Linked DNA regions of Mus musculus: region 2 is linked to region 1. The links are chromatin contacts, called in public HiChIP or PLAC-seq maps. All regions are on one chromosome and are shown on one strand. The core of a region is the stretch at or near the end of the contact, and the rest is flanking DNA. Distances in the headings are between cores, read along the strand shown. Region 1 overlaps 1700029J03Rik (RIKEN cDNA 1700029J03 gene). Region 2 overlaps Runx1 (runt related transcription factor 1).

Region 1 (3,157 bases), core at 183-2,682:
GGGAAGACCCACCTCCAGAGAAGGTAACAGTATTCCGAGGGCTGGTGTCCAAGACTGAAAGGAGAGAGTGAGCCGAGCACAGGAACGCGTTGCTCCTGACTTCCCTTGTGGATGTAGTGTGACTAGACTCTCAGAGCTTCTGTAGCCTTGTGGTGGGGGATCGCCTGATGCTGCTTGTATCTAATGCTAATTTGGGGACCCCAAGACTGATTCCCCCAAAGACTAAAGAGGACGCACGTGAGACACTGAGTGACCCTGCCCCCAGTTGATTGGGATTGGCAAATAAAGCTGCCAACAGCCAATAGGTGGGCAGAAGAAAAATAGGTGAGGTAGAGGTTTCAAGGGCTTGGGAGGAGAAAGAAGAAGCTCTGAACCAACACACATCCCCGGACCCCAGCAGGAATACGAAGGAGAAACCAGCCACCGTGGAATAGAGGAATGTGGAGGAGAGGAGGGAGAAGAAGCTTCCATGAGCTAAGGGTCACAAGAAAGTGACCCAGACGGCTGCCCAGCTGAAGTTAAGAGCAACCCAGATGGAACATTGTAGATGATAATTGTGATAACTTGGGGTTGTTGATAGGAAAGTGGATTCTAACGGCACGGAGAGTAGCAGCTGCCCAGCTCCTGTGCTGCCTACGGCTATCTAAAAGTATAAAGTCTGTTTCATCGGGGAACATAGATAGTCTAAGGTGGGAGGAAGCCCTCGGGCTAGGATTTATAAGAATTTCTTTCGCTATACTTTGCCTTCCCTGCCACAATAGACTGCATCCCTCAAGCTGTGAACCAGCCTAAATTCTTCCTCAAGTTGCTTCTGGTCAGAATCTTGGTCACAGTGACAGGATCAAAGTACCAAATTCAGGTCCCCTTATTGGACAGATAATGTATCTGGTCCACATTGCTCCACACCTCTCCTGTACCTCCAAAACCACGCTTGTTGTAAGTATATCGTGTGCAGCTTCCTGGGCTGGCCGTTCTCGCTTGACAGAGGTAGCCATACTGCTCTTGTGACCTAGGACCTAATGAATGAGTTGACGTCGCTAATGATCTACATACACCAAGTAAGCCAGGACAAAAGAACATAAACACTACATGACATTTGGATAAAACTTTAATAATAATACGTATGGAAAAACAGGCTGCTCATGGACAGACCGGGGTAACAGGGTTTAAATCACAGCTTCCGGTTCAGGCTCGTTGGAGTCGTTCCATTCATATAAACCACACATCAAAATAAAGCGATTCTGACAGGGTAGGAGGGGTCTGCCTCTGTGTTTTACCCTTGTGATTAAGACAGGCTCACGGGGAATTGGGGGTTTTGTTAGAACAGTATTGATTCATATCCCTCCCAGTCAAAATAACCTGAACACTGACAGACCGAAAAAGGAACTGATTGTCTAAAAGACAAACCTGGAAGGCAGCCAGCTTTACAAGAGATTGTTCCTCCTACTTATGAAAAGCTACTAAATATGATTATTGTGAAACTTGTCTCAGCCAGCTGTAGTCATAAGCTGCTCCACTGAGGAGGATAGAGAGAAAGAGTCTTGGGCTAGACCTAACCAGTGCATCATGGGAAGGTGAAGGCTGAGAGTCCACCAGGAACTTTGGAACTTCTTCTGTGTTCTCCCTTCATCCTTTATCCCAATAGTTTAAAGCTCCGAACAGACCTTGTCATGTTTAGGTCACAAGCAATGCTCTCTTTTTCTCTGAGCCCTTCCCATCTCCATGGTAATTTCCTCTCAAACCCTTCTACTGCCTCATGATCCATGTCTACTTTTGCCCTAAATTGCGGAGGTCCACCTTAAAGCCTGTCTCCACAAAGGTATCCCCCTCAAGTGAAATCTTAGAGGAGGCATTTTAAGGCCCCTCTATCCTAACAGGGATGCTTAGCTCACATTACCTAATGCATAGGACTAAGCCCAGACAAAGTAATTAAGGAGATGGGTGGTTCTTACAGGATGGGCTGGAAGAGGGATGTGAGCATTAATAGTTCACCATCTCCATCTGTAGGTGTGGCATCTCTGTCATGGTAAGAAAGTTAAAGGCCACTTTTAGTTTTTTAATCAACAACTTGATAGAGTTCGATACAAATACAATCCCTTTCATGGGTAGTTTAAAGTGTATACACACACACACACACACACACACACACACACACACACACACACACACAATTTCATTCCTAAATCAACCCTGCCCCTCCCCATCAAAAGACATGAATTATTTGTCCACACCATCTCCTACTCTGAACTTAATACAAAAGCTTGGTCAGTGTTGAAATCTGGGTGGGGCCCGCCAAATCTGAAGCTCTGCTCTGTGGCGAGTGGAAATCAGATGTGTGGTAGGCTACATCAAATGGAAACAAGACACCATCTCCCTGCCAGGTGCTTCCAAAGTGTACTTCCACTCAGGACCGTATTGTGCGGCTCAGTCGTCACAAGGTCACAGAGCTGACTCTGAAACATCACCCCCAAGTGGCTCCTTCAACACTCGGGCTGTTTCCTAACACTTTGATCAAAGTAGAGTCTTTAATAAACAAGTCCCAAGAGCTTAGAGTATTCGAGCAGTTTCTTTGATACCTTGTTTTGTCATAAACACACTCACTTACGATTATTGAAAGCGTGTTGACAGTTAGGAGTGATACCCGTTGACTTAGAAACACAGATCCTTCCCATTGTCCATAAAAGTTGCTACTTAGATACTTTTTTTTTTTTTTTGCTCATGTAAGTGAATGATAGACCCCTGAGTTGGTCATCAAAGGCTGTGACATCTTTCTCTTGACATCCAGCTCTGGCCAGGTGATGCAATACTTTTCTGGGACTCGGGACCAGCTTAATCTCAACCAAGAGAGAGACCCAGCCGAGCCCATCTGTGTCTCTCAGTCATCCAACTTTAAAGCCAACTCTTATCTTTCACATTTGCCATCTCCCTTCTCTAAGAATGTCATCCAGTTCTGAGACAGTCCCCTCCCCATACAGTGCACCTAACAGCTGGAACCTCCAGCCAGCTCCCGGCATCATATTCTTAGTGGAAGGTTGCTTCCAAGTGTTGCCTGATGTGTGGGGGACTCAGTAACTCACTGTCAAGGTTGGGGGCAAGTTATGAGTCAGTCATGCCCACTAGCCACCCACAAAAATGTAACTCCTCACAAAAAAAGTCC
Region 2 (3,157 bases), core at 207-2,706, 640 kb before region 1:
TCTTCAAAGAATTTACGGACACCAGAAAGTTTGAGAAAGGATGAAGAGAAGCCAATTTGACTCAAGTGGGGACCACAGAGATCAACCTTATTTCCCTAAGAAAGCCCTTGTGGGCCTCCTCAGAAAGCCGCCATGTCTAGAGAGCATGACAGGACAGTCGGAGATAAGAGGAGCTGTCCCTGTGGATCTTGGCTCCCTCCCACCTTTCCCCTGCCACACTCATCTTCCTCCTTTTGGGAGATCTTTTTTAGGCTTTGAGCACCAGATGCCTCAAATTTGGAGAGTGAGGGAGAGCCAGAGAGCCTCATCCACTTAGTCAGCTCTGGTTGTCTTCTGTCCTAAACAAACCACAAACTGCCTCACCCCAACACATACACGGTAAGCACAGCCCCAGAGTGGATGTCCCTGTCCCACCCTGGCCTATCCACCATAAGCACTGCCCCTAAGTGGATGTCCCAGAATAGAACCCCTTGCCTCAAAGAGGCCAGCCTCCAAAGCTCTCTTTCACTAAGCAGAGGGGTGCATGGTAAGTGGGTAAGTTACAGGTCAGCATAGGGGTCCCAGAATTCAGGCCTGAGGGCGAACAGGGCACAGCTGGGCAGAGAGGGCCTTTATCTCCTGCCAGTTGGACCCAGAGATGGTTTTGGAGGCTGGAGTGCTCTGTGTGTTCCTGGCAGATGTTTCCCAAGCTACTCTGGTGGCTGTGGCTCCGGGCCTGGCCCAGAATAACACATTGTTAGCATATGTTAACAGTCTGCCTTTTCTCCAAAGATCACATAATGCTTTCCACTTAGTGTCTGTCTCGCAAGTGTTACTATCTGTTTTATGGTCAACAAAACCGAGATACAGTGAGGTTGGGGAGCACCCACATCTGAGTGGGAATGGGTTGGGGGGTTTGACCCTGGAGACCTGTGCTTCCTGAGTCTCAGCTGTTATTCACCAAGTGCCCTCCTCGACGGTTCCTTCCAGAATGCTCTCTCTGACTGACTGATCTCAAGATCTGGTAGGAGTTAAAAGGAACACATATGTTCTGATCTCCTCAATCTCTCTCTCTCTCTCTCTCTCTCTCTCTCTCTCTCTCTCTCTCACACACACACACACACACACACACACACACACACACACACACACACACACACTGCAGTGTTTAGCATGTGGTGACAGATGAAAGAGGAGGGACTCTGTTTCGGTACAGGGTTTTGTGACCACACATGGTTTCTTTCCTTCGCCCCAGAGGAAGCACATGAAATCAAGACTGAGCTCGAGGGTTGCCCACCTCCCTCCCCTCCCTCCTCTCCCTCCCCTCCCTTCCCTCCCTTCCCTCCCTTCCCTCCTGTTCTTCCTCCATCTGAAGCCCTACTCTTTCTGTCCCCTGAACTTTCTTAGTAACTGGTCACTGATACCATTCCACAGAAAGAGGAACCACCAGGCTGAAGTGAAGTGGAAATTTCCAGAAGACTTCAGTGGCTCTGAACAAGGACAGCGCCATGCTGCTGGGGCAGGAGAGGCTTGCAGGGAGGCTGCTGATTTAGGGTGTGCTGACTCCCTCGTAGGCAGAGGGCTCCATAACTGTCACTCAAACGAAAGCAAGAGATTTCCTGGGTGGAGACACCTAAGAGGAGCTAGAAATGTAGAAAGCCAAGTCCTTAGGAAAATAACTACAGAGCAAAAGTTGCCAGGACTGAAGATTACAAAGCACAGCCTGGAAATTAAAGACCTAAATGAATGGAAAGACAAAACCACTGAGAGACTGTGCTCCATGCCATTGAGAGACTGTCCTCCATGCCATTGAGAGACTGTGCTCCATGCCATTGAGAGACTGTGCTCCATGACTTTGAGAGACTGTGCTCCATGCCATTGAGAGACTGTGCTCCATGCCATTGAGAGACTGTGCTCCATGACTTTGAGAGACTGTGCTCCATGACATTGAGAGACTGTGCTCCATGCCATCGAGAGACTGTGCTCCATGACATTGAGAGACTGTGATCCATGCTTTTGAGAGACTGTGATCCATGCCATTGAGAGGACAATCAAGCAATCTACAGATTGAATGTAGTACTTACTGAAATCCCAATGGAATCTCTCTTTCTCTCTCTCACTCTCTCCATGAGTGTGTGTGTGTGTGTGTGTGTGTGTGTATGTATATGTGTGCACACATATATGTGCAGATGTGTGTGGAGGTAGGAGGTGGGGAAACATACCTCAGATAGTGTTTGATAGTGCTCTGTTGTGGTTGTTTTTCTTTTTCCTAGACAGGGTCTCTCACGGCCTGGACCTTACTGAGTAGGTGAGGCTGGCTCACTTGATGTATTTCTCACCATTGAGGATCGCCATCTTTGGTCACTGCCACATTACCAGGACAGAACACATAATAAGCACATAGACAATCCTCAAGATAACAACTTACTAAATGCACACGGAGGAGATAAATATATCTGCACCTTGCCCTTTTGCAATAAAGCAAGCGAATACGAGGGGAATTTTGTAGTGCCCTGGGGAGCACAGCCGTGCTGGACGGTGAATTGTCACCACACACGTGAAGAAGCAGTGCTGATTTCTTTTGCTTCCTCCATCTGAGAAGCAAGTTTGTTCCTCTGGGCTGTCTCCAGATCCTCACATCCAAGGCTTGGCTCTCTGGATCACAATCCATGTGAAATCACTTCCCCATCTGAGAAAGTCATCAGGGGATCTTAATCCATCTTAATCATCAATGGCAAAGGGGCCCTGAGAGTGGAGATGCAGTTATGACTGTGTGGGATGCCAGCACTTGGCTTCATCTGGGTGAGAGCGAGTCTCCATAGCAAGGAGCCGACAGCTGGCGGGAACATTGCAGAGCTGTCTGCAAGTGACTGAGCTGGGTAGGCCGGAATGGGAGCCTCCCGCAGGGAGACACTTAGGACTTGTAGACGCGACTACGTCCAAACAAATGTTCAATTTCATGCTTAACTGATGATCTCCACTTTGATGACGAGTGACCAAGAGGAAAGCTGTCTGTTAAAAGGTGACTCACCCGCCTCTCGTTTTAAATCAATCTTGGGAACATGGTCCTGAATTACATCACTGACCTCCTGAAGACGGGAAGTCTCTGAGAGAAAATATCCCAGAACCACAGATTCTGTGTGAGGGTCGATACCTTGTGAGGGAGCCTCTTCGTTCC

The links. HiChIP or PLAC-seq counts read pairs in DNA pulled down with a chosen protein or histone mark.
Region 2: a contact with region 1 is called in an H3K4me3 HiChIP or PLAC-seq map of bone marrow-derived macrophages, with 5 times the contacts expected there. The contact joins two enhancer-like sites. A contact is called at or near these places in 2 of 115 datasets of contacts at active chromatin or transcription factors (bone marrow-derived macrophages and extraembryonic endoderm stem cells).

The regions. Positions count from the first base shown.
Region 1 is chr16:93,428,214-93,431,370 of GRCm38.p6, forward strand. The region is part of intron 1 of 1700029J03Rik (RIKEN cDNA 1700029J03 gene); the gene reads right to left. Among named protein-coding and RNA genes, the nearest start is that of 1700029J03Rik, 29 kb to the right of the region's middle. Within about 2 kb of position 1,433, at least 6 of the 459 cell types and tissues checked have an H3K27ac peak or open chromatin away from gene starts, as enhancers often do. A contact at or near this core is called in bone marrow-derived macrophages, where this site is marked.
Region 2 is chr16:92,785,770-92,788,926 of GRCm38.p6, forward strand. All of the region lies in intron 2 of Runx1 (runt related transcription factor 1), which reads right to left. Among named protein-coding and RNA genes, the nearest start is that of Gm30281, 25 kb to the left of the region's middle. Within about 2 kb of position 1,457, at least 86 of the 459 cell types and tissues checked have an H3K27ac peak or open chromatin away from gene starts, as enhancers often do. A contact at or near this core is called in bone marrow-derived macrophages, where this site is marked.